Linked DNA regions of Mus musculus: region 1 is linked to region 2. The links are chromatin contacts, called in public Hi-C maps. All regions are on one chromosome and are shown on one strand. Each heading gives the region's core, a stretch centred on a gene start, on an enhancer-like site or on the middle of the called end of the contact. The rest is flanking DNA. Distances are from core to core; before and after follow the strand shown.

The links. Hi-C and Micro-C count contacts between places; a contact is called where the count stands out from the background.
Region 1: a Hi-C map of bone marrow-derived macrophages shows a contact between it and region 2, with 43 read pairs. The contact joins two enhancer-like sites. A contact is called at or near these places in 1 of 15 datasets of contacts at CTCF or cohesin (CD8 T cells), 9 of 484 Hi-C or Micro-C datasets (the AML12 cell line, the MC3T3-E1 cell line, bone marrow-derived macrophages and 5 more), 5 of 115 datasets of contacts at active chromatin or transcription factors (cardiomyocytes, double positive thymocytes, embryonic stem cells and 2 more) and 4 of 9 other capture datasets (adipose tissue, embryonic stem cells, liver and 1 more).

The regions. Positions count from the first base shown.
Region 1 is chr4:120,083,964-120,090,343 of GRCm38.p6, reverse strand. All of the region lies in intron 3 of Hivep3 (human immunodeficiency virus type I enhancer binding protein 3), which reads right to left. Among named protein-coding and RNA genes, the nearest start is that of Gm36215, 12 kb to the right of the region's middle. Within about 2 kb of position 2,408, at least 5 of the 459 cell types and tissues checked have an H3K27ac peak or open chromatin away from gene starts, as enhancers often do. A contact at or near this core is called in bone marrow-derived macrophages and microglia, where this site is marked.
Region 2 is chr4:119,963,398-119,970,319 of GRCm38.p6, reverse strand. The region is part of intron 1 of Hivep3 (human immunodeficiency virus type I enhancer binding protein 3); the gene reads right to left. Among named protein-coding and RNA genes, the nearest start is that of Gm38632, 67 kb to the left of the region's middle. Within about 2 kb of position 3,854, at least 110 of the 459 cell types and tissues checked have an H3K27ac peak or open chromatin away from gene starts, as enhancers often do. A contact at or near this core is called in bone marrow-derived macrophages and microglia, where this site is marked.

The sequences.
Region 1 (6,380 bases), core at 1,159-3,658, 120 kb before region 2:
CCCAGAGTGTCAAGGAAGGGGGCTTCATGCTGCCCTGGGGTAGGTTCCGGATGAGTTCCTGCATCCCACCTCAGACCCAACTGTGAGTGCTCAGTGGTATCTCACATGTGCCGTCACAGAGCTGTGGTCACTGACCCCAGGAAAGAGGGAGTCTTATCACCTAGGTGTGCTGGGGGGGCCTGGTCCAGGTTTCTCGGGTGATGCCCCCTCACACTCCCTAATGCAACACTGTGTGTGTATCTGTGTATATACATGTGGGCATGCATGTCATCTGTGAATGTGGGGGGCCTAGGAAAGATTGTGGGAGTCAGTCCTGGGTTCAAACTCAGAATGCTTCTCAACCAGTAGGTCAAAGCTCTCGTTCTTTAAGTCACTTAAGTTTGTATACTGTTTGTATAGAAGGAAGTGAGTTGTGTCTGGTTGGGAACTGTCTTCCTGTTAGACCCAGGAACCAAGGTGACACTATTATTACCAGAGAGGTTGACATGGACGTCTCTGGTGTTGACATGCAGAAATCAGAAACAAGATCCCCAGCCTTTATGGAGCAGGTAGAAAGCTAGAACTTGCTGTCCTGCTTACGTCACCCTGGGGCACTGGCACAGTGACAAGAGGCAGCGATGGCATATGCTCAGGTTCTGAGTCTGGACTGGGCCCTAAAATTCCCGCTCATGTCAGGACTGTCCTGAGGGGATTTAAATAAATCAACCCATTTGTTCCTTACAACAACTCCGCCACCACCCGCCTTTATCATGCCTGTCTTACATATTAGGAAACCGAGGTATAAAATCACAAAGCTGCCAAGGAGCCGAGCCTACAGCTGAGTCAGGGCTACCAGGTGCCTTCTGCAATGGAGACCCTGCAGGGCCCGGGCCACACAGCCTTGCAGACAGGACTCAAGCTCTAACTCTGAGGGCAAAGCATACCACTCCCAGCAGCCTTTCTTCCCGCCATGAGGGCTGGCCTTGTTAAGAACTTCTGTGTGTTTTATTTTACCTGGAAAAGTGTCTGCCATGCTGATGTCTTGCTCCAGTGATGCTGAAAATGAGCCAGCATTGGGGTCGCAGCTCATATCAGCAGGGGCCCAGCAGAGCCCAGATGCTTGGGGCTAATTCATCCACTGGGTTGCCCATTGTTATCCACCTAGTTAGCATGCTGCCCTCCTGCCTTGTCATTTATTTTTATCTGCCTTCCCTAGAAGCATCCAAAGCCATGTCTGGACACCGAGAGAACTCAGTGGGCACTTGTGAACTTAAGCCGACCTACTTATCTTCAATGGGCCAGGAAGTGCTACTGAGGACACCCTGGGGAAGACTAGAACCTGTCAGGAGACCGGGTCAGACTCGTATCTTCTGGCTACTGTGCTCTGCCAGGATCACTGCCTGGAACAGATCTGGATTCTACAGCAGCCTGTATGCTTGTCAGCGCCCAGTAGGTCTCCAGCTGTCTTTTGACCACATTTTGTTTAAGTGACATTGGTACAAAAAGCTGCCTAAGTAGTTAGGGTTCTTCTGTCTACCATGAAGGGACATATATAGGACATGGGACAACAGGGCCAGTGGCAAGATGGCTCAGTGGGTAGGGGTACTTGGTGCCAAGCCAGATCACCTGAGGTCAATTTCTGGAATCTACACGGCAGAAGGAGAGAACCAAGTTTCACAAATTGTCCATGGTACACATGTGCTCACTCATATACACACAGTAGATAGATAATTTTTTAATTAAGGAAAGAACACACTACAACATCACACACACACACACACACACACACACACACACACACACACACACATACACAGGCATACATATACACACAGGCATGTGAGTGGGCGCACAGGCATAGAAGCACACACATCCTATAAGTATACTAGAAGGGCAGATCACTGTTGTTGACTATGCCCACAGTGAACAAGGGCACTGCCTACAGTCTCTCTCTTCATGCCTGTGTGGCAGGTGGACATTACTGTCCTTGCAGTGGCATGCAGTCATGACCACTCTGCAACATGTTTTATTTATCTGCTCCATCTCAAATGTTCCACGGAACTCCTCATACAGGGCCAGTCCAACTGAAAACGGCCTAAGTCAACTCAAATTGGAAACAAGACCTCAACACAAAGCCAAAACTATAAAACCCTTAGAAGAAAACATACAGGAAAAGCCTTGTGATGTTGGAACTAGTAATGATATTTTAAATATAACACAAAGCAAAAAAGTCAAAAAGATTAAACTGGACAGCATTGAGATCAGTGACCCCTACACGTCAATGGTCAAATCAGAAGAGGGTGAAAAGCCTGCAGACTGAGAGGACATAGCTGTAGTTATAGCTCTGACAGAGTAAGTTCCATGCAGTAAAGAATGCCTACGAATCAGCAACAACAAAAGCAAGGACTTCTGCTTTTAAAATGACCACAGGACTCCAGCAGACGTCTCTGAAGTTCTTCAAATAACCAATAAGCACAGGGAAAGATGTCCAGCAGGTCTGATTATTAGAGAAAAGGAACTCAAGCCCAGAATCCAATCCCCTCTCACCCACGTTAGTTAGGATAGCTTCTATCAAGAAAGAAAGGAAGAGTGTGGAAATGGCTCAGCAGGTAAAGCACCCACGTAAATGTCAGGCAGGCTGGCTGTAACCCCAGACCTCAGGAGGTGGAAACGGGAGACCCCCCCCCCCCCAGGACAGGCTGGCGAGACTAGCCCAATATGCAAGCTCTGAGTTCAAATGGGAGATCATGCCTCTCCCTCCCCCCACCCCTAGCTCCGCCTCCCTGGCACTGCAATTACAGGCGCACACCTCCTGTTCTAGCTCTTTATGTGGGAGCTGAAAACCCAAACTGAGGTCCTCATGCCCGTGCAACAATCACATCACCCATCGGGTCATCTCCCGAGCCCCACCCCCACCCCCAAACAGCAATGCTTTTAATAGGATCAGGAAGGAGCTCAACTCAACAGCCAATCTGATTGTGCCATGAAGTTTTTCTCCTGTGTGACGGTGAGATCCAATTCTAGGTTTTACATTTAAGTCCTTAATCCACTTTGAGTTGATTTTTGTAGGTGTGATATAAGGTAAAGCTTCAGTCTCATTTCTCCATATGTGGATATGAATACATCATTGTGTATTCTTGGCAAAAGATGGGTGGCCATAGATGTATGGGTTTATTTTGAGATCTCTATTCTGTTTCACTGGTCTATATGCCTAATACTGTACTGCTTTGATTACTGTATCTTTGTAACATAATTTGCAACCAAGAGGTGCATTGTTTCCAGCTTTCTTATTTTTCTTCAGGATTTAGTTTTTCATAGGGATTTTCATATATATATAAAATTGGGTTTTATCTATTCCTGTAAAGAGCATGTTAGTATGTTTATACACCAAATCTGTAGATTTCTTAGGACAGTATGGAAATTAAACAACATTAATTCTTCTAGTTCATGAACATGAGATGCAAGATGCCTTTACATTTGGGTCTTCAATTTTTCTTAATGAGAATTTTTTTGGTTTTGGTATATAACTCTTTCCTTTCCTTGGTTAAGTTTATTCCTAACTATATTATTGTTTTGTGTACCACTGCAAATGATATTGTTTTCCTACCTTACTTTTAAGATAGATCATTGCCAGTGTATAGACAAGTAACTTATTTCTATGATTTTGTATATTGAGCGCTTACTAAATTTATCATATGTAATAATAATCAGTGCATGATGAGTGCATGCCATTATGCATGTATGGTAGATGTTGGGGGAGCAACCTTATGTAGCCAGTCCTCTTCTCCACTTTTATATGGGTTCTAAGGATAGAACTCACGTTTCTAGGCTAGGGCAGCAAGCATCTTTACCTGTTAAGCCCTCTCACCAGTCCTCAAGGTAGAACACAGTGCATCTATCTAGACTATCTGGTCTACCTGAAGTAGAATACTTTGAATCTATTAGGACTTGTCTACCTGAGATTGAATACTGTGTATCTATGAAGTCTATCTGGTCTGCCTAAGGTAAAACCCCCGTGTATCTGTGATGTCTCTCCAGTCTGTCTGCAGTAAAACACTGTATCTGTGAGGTCTATCTCTGGCAAACACTATCTCAGGGAGAATACTAGTACCTTGAGCTCTATCTTGTCTAGCTGAGGTGGAACACTGTGTATCGGTGAAGTCTATATAGCTTATAGTACTGTCATTTGTTTCTATTTCTCCCAAATTCATATTGGATCCATGATTGAAAGCAGAGCATTAACGCATGTGAAGAGAAAACCAACAAACTCAGTTGGGAACTACACAGTAAACCAACCACCTAACTACTAGAAGCCCTAACATGAAACAACCAAACTGGCACTAAGGATGGCCAGTCTCTAGGCCAGGAGAACAAACACTTTGTTTACTACTTGGTTGGCAAAAGCTAATGCTAAGCACACCTACCTCTGAATCAGAATTTCCATTCCTGGGGATATATTCTACCAAAATATATGTATTTGTATACTAAAAATAATAACAAAAATAAAGCAATTTTCTTCAGCAAAAACATGGGGACAATCTAAATGGCAATAGTAAATCAAATGGATAAATAAATGTTGGTATTCACACTGTAATTATTACATAGTAATAGAAAAGAACAAAGCAGTGGTATAGGATTAAAAACCTAGGTCTCAGGGCCTGTAGAGATAGCTCAGAGGTTAAGAACATTGGCTGCTCTTCCAGAGGTCACAAGTTCAATCCCCAGAAACACATGGTGGCTCATAATCATCTATAATTAGATCTGTTGCCTTCTTCTGGTGTGCAGACATACATATAGGCAGAACCCTGTATAATAAATAAATAACATAACATAAAAAATAACCTAGGTCTTCCGGATACAGTAGCAAGTGAGGGAACTTATAAACAATCGACTACCAGCATCTACATATATTGAATGTAGATAAAGACTGTTTTATGTCCTTACAAAGCAGATCAGTTCTCTCTCTCTCTCTCTCTCTCTCTCTCTCTCTCTCTCTCTCTCTCTCTCTCTCTCTCTTTGTTGGGAAGTAGCTTTCTGGGCTGACAAATGCTCTACACTTTGATGTAGTTAAATATTTATTACATAACACACATATATACATACACACATACAACAACTATTATAAGGCTTATGCTTGTGTATTTATAATTTTGTGTATGTTATGCCTCAAGCTTTAAAAAGGCATGAACTTTGCACCCGTAATCGAGAGCTGGTGGGGATTACAAGCATGGCTTTATGGAGATATACACCAGACTGAAGAAAAAGTGGGATTGCACCAAGGAGAAAGGGGAAGTAGCTGTGGGCGAGGTCAGAAGACGACAGGTGGCTCAGTAGGGTGAGCATGCTGGGTGTTTGTCCAGTGTTGTGTGTGCATAAGGTTTTTAGGGTTCAGGAGTTGGTATACGAGGCCAGGGACACAGATGCAATCAGCTTTCTCTCTGTCTACTTAAATGAACTCCTCCAAAATCATACGTTGATGGGGCATTCGAGGCTCAGATCATCATGATGCAGCCAATGTTCAGAATCACAAATGCATCAAGACCAGAGAGTACTGCTGTGATCTAGGGGCTGTTTCGTCTACAACTGTTAATTTTCCCCACATACAATGCTTTCTAATCCATAGAATTAAGCCATCCACACTGGACTCTGGTTCTGAGTCTGAGGGGAGGTTTGCATTGGCTCTCCCCCAACATTCACCTAAGTTATTCTATGAACAATGAAAGTTCCCAGCTCTCTCTGAGCCTTACTCTCTTGTCTGCCTTCATGCTTTCATTGTATCTTTATCTACACTGTCCAGTGTCCCTACACCCATGTTCACTTCCATATTATAACTTAGCCTATAGAATAATTCAACTAGGAGAAGTGATTACACAACTTGATGATGAATGTATTATCATTCATGCCCTTGGGACCAGCTGGTGTGAATGGGCCCAAGTGACTCTACAGCAAGGAAACTTTGTCACAAATATTTACAGTTTTCTCCATTCGCCTCTTCAATCTAATAGCATCACAATTTTGGATTCTTTAAAAATGTTTTTGATTTGGTGTTGGCCAGTTCCTCCTGGACATGGGCCTGCTCTGGAGAGTGGTTGATGTCCCCAGTCACATTGCATTGAAGAAAATTGATTTTCCCAAGCCAGTGGGTAGCAATTGCAAATAGCTTCCAATTCAGTGGTATTTTAGTAGACATTTTTGTTTCATTCTGCTTTGTCTTAACACATTTTTTTTGTCTTAGAGACTTTCTAAATGACAAAAATTACAAAATATTGCAAAAATTTTTGATTGATAGGTATAGATCCATTTTTTCCCCTAGAAAGCATAGGGGGCTGTGGTAAACTTTCCCAATTCCCATTTGTAAAACACGTTTTTATTTTCCTATCTAAATTTGACACAGTAAGACT
Region 2 (6,922 bases), core at 2,605-5,104:
CTCTTTGTCTTGGAGCCTCCCTCCCTCCCTGCCATTCATGCGCTGGGAGATTTTGCTTCCAGTAAGTGGAGGCTGGAGGGAGAAGAAAGCAAGCAGGAGAGGAGGAGAGGAGAGCAGGGAGAGGGGGACAAGACAACACTGAATCAGAACCAACTTAGCCTCACTGTCACAGTGACAGCTCGAAGAAATGATTTGTAGGCTGCTGTGCTAGGAGACACTGTCTCTAAGGAGACCCCTCTCTGTGAGCCACTAGGCAGCAAGTACAGCATCTGGGAGCACGTGAGTGTCACCTAGACCCTCCATGGGCCATTCAGGAGTGCTAAACTCCAATTCTAGAGCTCAGGCTCTGAGCCTCCATAGCGGCTGACCTGTGTAACACAGCTGAGCTGCAGTGGTACCCAGAGCTCCGCTCTGAGAAAACCTGTGGCAGGTGAATGATGTCCCATGAGAAGGGAGGCTAGACCTACCCTGGACAGGCTGTGCTGCTCAGCTGGCCCTGCCTGGGGGAGGAGGTGGTGGTGGTGAGCCGAGAAGATGAGCTCGAGGATGACAAGGCTTCCTGGATTTAGGAAGAGGGAGAGAATTTGGCAGCTCACCTAGCTCTGTGTACAACCAGAAACCAGGTCACACCTGGCCAGGTGACCTTTTGTCACCTGCACAGGTATCCTGAGATGCATCTGTAGCCCGAGGGCCGAGCTCCAGGTTATGTTCTAGCTTCAGTCTATAGCAGATGTCCACTACAGGCAGAGGCAGTGTGAAGACCAGGACTGTGCAGGTTTCCCCCCTGAGTCAATGGTCGAAGAAGACTGAGCATGCTGCGCTCTTGAGCAGCCCCGAGACAAAGTGCTGCCTTTCTCCATAGACAAAGGCTCACAGATTGGCTGAGGCCCTTTGACCTTGGCTACTCTCTCCTCTCAGACCTGATGTCCAACCTCATTGTTTCCTTGGATACTAGCCATGAACTCTGCTGGGAAGAACTGAGGCTCTTATCCCTGGCTCAGCAGTGAAGGTGCCCACTTAAGTGGCATAGACTTTTAGAATCTTATCAGCCTATACTGGGAAGGCCCTATTCATGAGCTGCGTGGCTTGGCCTGATTTCCCCTTTGCCAGGTGGAATACAAGGTGTACAAGGTGACATCAGGTGGTCTGAGAGATCATGGGCACTGAGCAAGTCGTAGCTTGATCTCCTGCCATCTCCTCTGTTGCAGTACCTTCCCTAAGCCCCTCCCACCTCCTTTCATATCTCAACTGAGACCTGTTCCAGCTATGACTCTGAGTTAGATGCACCTGTGTGTTACCAAAGGGCCCAAGACACACCCTTCTCTTTGGGCCCAGAGTCCTAGGCTAAAGGGCCCATTGTGTCTCTGGGCCCCAGGTCCCACTGATCTTGGAACATCACAGAAGTTGTTCACAGCAGCTCATTTGCCCCCTTAACATCCTCCACCCTAACAGATGAAGACATGCCAAGGTCACATGGCTAATTAAACAGAAGATGGAGTGTGGAATGCAGCCCAGAAACCCAGTATAACAACTACAACTTAATAAAGATCATCAATACATTTCCCTGTGGCCTTGCTTATCATGAGAAATTTTTCGGGCTTATGGAAAGATTGGGAGGGTAGATAGCTTCAGAAAAGGGGCTTTTTAAAATGGGGGAAATTGCTGATGCTCTGTAGTCCTAAAATAGAGTATACATCTTTAACATGCTAGATCCCTAGACTCCAATCTGTTACTCTCTGCTCTCTGCCATGTCCCTGGAACTCTATGAAGAAGGGGCTTCCACAGAGGGTGGCCCTGGCCAGTCATGTGACTCGATCAAGGCCACATCTGCTAATTCTGGGGTTCAAATTCTGCCCTCCTGGGAGGGCAAGTCTTCTCTACTCTGGCATGACCTGGGCAGCCAGAGGAAAGCGAGTCTGATTGCAGCTGGCTTGCCCAGCCTTTGCCCCTGGGCAGGGTGCAGTGAGGAGACTAGGTTCCTCCTCTGCAGGGGACTGTGGGAGCAGGGAAGGCTTTCCGTGGTTTTGGAGACAGAGCCAGGCTGCTGCTGCCTGGGCTTCCTGGACTCTGGCCAAGACTTCAGACTGCACAGACATGATGGGAGTTTTGCTGGATCTGTCCTCAGGAATCATTGACTCTCGGGTTTCTAGTCCTCGTGGGGGTCCTGGGCACCACTCCAGGAAGTTCAAGGACATCTGCTCAGAACATTGACTCTACTTGAAGATGTAAGAGAGAGAGAAAAAAAAATAACATTTAAAACAAACCATCATATATGGGGCTGGGGAAGTAGCTCAGTGGGCAAAATGCTTGCACAGCAAGCATGGTTTGATCCCTAGAACCCCCATTTTAAAAAAGATGAGCATATGCTGGGGAGACAGAAACAGGCAGATCCTGGGGTGCGCTGGCCAGCCAGCCTAGTCTAATTAGCAATCTCCAGGCCTCAGTGAGATCCTGTTGCAAAAGCTAAGGTGGCTGGATCCTGAGGGATGACACCAAAGGTTGCTCTCTGGCCTCCACGTGCATAAAATAAGCCCTGACACATTGTTATTATGTTAATGATTATAGGACTGTATCCCATAGTACCTGTGTATTCTGTTATGCCTGAGAGTGTTTAAGGAAAAACAGAAGCCCAAAGAAATTTATTTCTTTTTCTCTGTGTAAAAGTTTAAGAAGTTCTGAGCCAGCCCAACCTGAAAACAGAGACTGAAGCTAGAGTCCAAGGAGGTGCCAGGTGACTTGTCAAAGGTCCCCAAACCAGTTATCTCACATCTTAGATTCCTTGTCAGAACAGACACACCCAATTGTCAGGCTGATCCCAGTTCAGGTGGCCCTGGGTCCCTGCTGCTTCTTGGCCACTTTCTGCTCTGCTTCAGGTGAATTCTCCTCCCAGTGCCTCAGTTTCTTTATCAGTAAAATGGGTCAATGATTCAGGGAAAGTAGAGGGAAGGCTGTTGGGTGGGCAGCCATACCACAGACAGTTCACGTGTGCCATCACTGTCCTAAAAATGAAGTAAAAAAGCCAACCACTAGAAAATCCCCACTGTGAGCTCTCCCACTCCCAAGAGGGTGGATTACAGTATCTTTCCACCTTCTGTAGCAGACTATGGTGCAATGACACCTGAGCCCCGATACACAGTCCACGAGATGATGTTGTATTTGGAATAATTTCACAGCCACTCGAAGGCTGAATTCCCTTGGCCTCCTGCTGCTTCTTGTAAAGGAAACAGAAAACGTCTGAAAATAGATCCTGAATCGATGCTCCTAAATGTGGCAATGCCCAAGAAGCCTGCAACAACTGGCCCTGCGTGGCCTCAGCAGCCCAGGGGGGTTTCCGGGCAGCCCGGATCAGATTGCAACAGCCCTAGAGAGTTGGAGGTCATGAGCATGTAAGGAGCGACTCCTTAAATGGGGAACTCCGGGAAGCCTGCGGGGAGAAGTGCCCAGGGTACTTAGGCAGGCGCTATGAGGTCAAATGTTTGTGACTTTCCCCATTCTGGGACAGCCACAGGCTTAGTGTGCTCAAAGAGGGAGGCCCTCTCTCAGCAGTCACTCATAGGCAATGGTGAGGTAACACCTTGCATTGTCCTAGAGACTGCCCACTGAGCGCTGGGTATACTCTGGACTCAGAAAGCAAATACAGCCAAGTTGGAGGAATAGGGTTGCCCCACGAACTTTCCCTTCCTGGAAAGAAAGCTGGGCTTCCCCGGGTCCTCCCTCCACCTCAAGCCACTGTACCAACCCACACTGTATTACCAAATGTGTTTCAGCCTCAGCTTCCCAATGCTATACTGTGTGGTTACAGACAGCTCTGTCAAGCAGATGGGGTTCACATTCACTTTACAGAGGAAGAGAACAGCAGCTCCCAGAGACCAGACAGTCAACTCTCAACTCCAGGCTGCCCAGTCCAGCTTCCCCAACCCCAGCACAGCGGCAGCCATGACGTATTCCCATCTGACATCAACTCAGTGTTTCTGAGGTGTTTCCACAGCCGCCCACTATCCAGCCGTGGCCAGCTCTTTCCTACCCACCACCATGTTATAAACAGGAAGCTGTCTATTCCCAATTTAGAGATGAGCAAATCAGAGCAGGGAATTGAAGACACTTGCCTAAAATCGCGCAGTTAGAAGTGGCAGCGGCTCCAATTCTGAAGTGATGGGCTCCCCTTTCTCATCCTTAGTGCGCAGAGCCACACGGCTGGCCAGCAGCAGGAGTACTGGTGACAGGGCTGCCACCCACCACGCTCCCAGGCTCCTGATCCTACTACCTTCTTTTCTCTGACTATTCCATCTCTGAGGCCATGCCAAGAGCAGTGTACTGCACAGTCGGCTGAGGGTGATGAGGGCCACCCTGAGCATCCACAGCTCTTCTGTAGCTCTTCTACTTTGACACACAGACACACACACTGCAAACCTGGAGGGGCTGGGGTGGGGGCGGGGTGGAGAGAGACACTGAAAGGTTTAAAGCATTTCTGGAGTGGCACAGTCCGCTTCCCTGCAAGCTTGCTAAGATAAGCCTATGAAAGAATGTCGCAGAAAGTGGAAGCCATCGTGCAGAAGAGTCACTCTGAGCGTGTATCCCGCGGGGTCACTTGGTCTAATAATCCCCCTTTCCACAATCTAAGCCCTGGTAAGGTCTCACATTCATCCTGATTCTGACAACTAACATGGGAACTCTTGGGAAGCCCCAACACACAATTTGACAAAATGTAGTGGCAAATGTAAAGGTAACATGTGAGCAATTTCCTGAGTCCAAGACCTTGGGTGGGCTCTGGTCTCCTAGCCCATGACGCTGCCCCCTCTGGGGCTTCTAGAAGACCATTGTCTCCATGACTTATGGTCCCTGCTCTGGATTTTCTCCTCTGCCCTGTTCTGGGTGGCCAGGAGCATAGCTGGCCTCTGAAAGCACAAGGGAGCAGGGCCAACTTTAACCAGGGAGGCAGAGAGCAGCCTAGTGACAAACACATTCACTGGTATTTCTCGTGACTTTTAAGACAAAACACTGAGGCCAAAGGGAAGGCTCAGAGAAGGGAGACCCTTGCTGAATATCACACAGCACAGCTAGGATGGGGGAGGAAGTGTGGTCAGGAGGCAGCTCTGCTTGTTTACAGAGAAGGAAGGAAGGCATACCGCCCGCCCCTTCCCCTCTTCTGTGTCCCTGGCATCTTCCTATCTTCCCCTCGTCTCCCTCAGCATCATGTCAGACAGAACAGGTGCTGGGGAGGAGGAACCTGCCCATCCCCACCCGGGCATCCACCCACCAGCTTTGGGTCCTGAGTTGTTTTTCCATGGGGCTGGTATTGGCTCCCTCCCACAGCCTGACCCATTCCACACTCCCACCCACCCGAGTCAGTGACTAATGGGTCCTGTATCTGACTAAGATGCCCTTGCAGGTCTCACTGTGGAAATAGCCCCAGCATCTTTCTCTTTACTCACTAGCCCATTGCCTTGGCCTGGGGTCTCTTGAAGGCCCACAGAGTGCACAGAGAGAACCCAAAACACAGGCGAGTCACAGGCTAGGTCACAAGGACATGAAGAAATGCCTCCCTACTTGTCTTGCTTTCCCGATGGCTGCTGGGAAACCTAGGGCTACAGAAATTGGCAGCCGTGGCCTGGGTTTCAGTTCAGTCGTGACGATGTGAACTGGCTATCCTTTTATTTAAGGTTGTAGCTCCTGCTTCATCCCATGCCGGCCTACACTGCAAACTAAAGGATGCCGGGCACATAGTGGGTGCTCAGCACATCTCTGCTTTGCCCTTCAGCTGTCTACAGTATACTAAGAAGACCAAGGACCAAGGCATTTCTTCATGTTGGTTGGCCAAGAAAAATGCCAAGAAATGCTTCCATGTTCTAGATTTGACCTGGATTTACCCTTATGATAGAGCATTAGAGTTTGGACCTGGAATATACTCTGCTTCAAGTGGATAATCACCAAATCTTATCTGTCAGTTCATCTACTTGTTTGTTTGTCTTTTTCTCCTTTCTGTCTTTCTGTCTTTCTGTCTTTCTTTCTTTCTTTCTTTCTTTCTTTCTTTCTTTCTTTCTTTCTTTCCTTCCTTCCTTCCTTCCTTCCTTCCTTCCTTCCTTCCTTCCTTCCTTCCTTCTTCCTTCCTTCCTTCCTTCCTTCTTTCCTTTCCCTCTTGCTTTTTTCCTTCCTCTTATCCATCTGTCCATCCTTCCATCTTTCCTTCCTCCTTCCAATCATTATTCAACCATCCATCCATCCATTCACTCATCCATCTACTAATCTGTCCATCCACCCATCTACTCAACATTTAATAGCCACTACACACAGGCCATGAGAAACTTCTAAGCCTCCATATACCCCACCATTGACTCAGACACATAGCACAGTGGCTAGTGACTCTTCCTACACTGGCTGAACGTAGAGATAAAGAGAGCTGCCCCCAACCCATGTCTGACCATCCAACACTGCCTCTCTTCCCGTCCACGTGCCTGTCTCCTGGAAGTGAGTTCTGTGTTAACAGTGATTCCAAGTTGAGCCAGGGGTTCCCTACAAGGCATAGGTTTTCCCTAGATTGCATATCATTTGATGTATGCTCCCCATCCCACAGGGATGATATGTGCTGCGTGGCATATCATCTGCAACACCTGTACTCTTTCTTTTTGCCCTGTGGGTGGGCTCAATGCTTTACAAGTAGGAAATGTCTCCCCCTGACCCCCAACCAGGCTGGCCCCCTTTGCTGTACTATCCTGATTTTATTCCCTTTGGCTCCCTAGAACCTCCTGCTTCTGCAGAGAACAGCATGGAGAAAGGCAGTCTCTGAAGCTAGCTTTGGGCTCCAAGTCCATTTGACCTTGTGTGACCTTGAACAAGTTGCTAAACATCTCCCCACCTCAGTTTCACTATCTATCAGGATGCAGGAAAGAGGAAAAAATACAACCTGGCAGATATCTGCTGATCC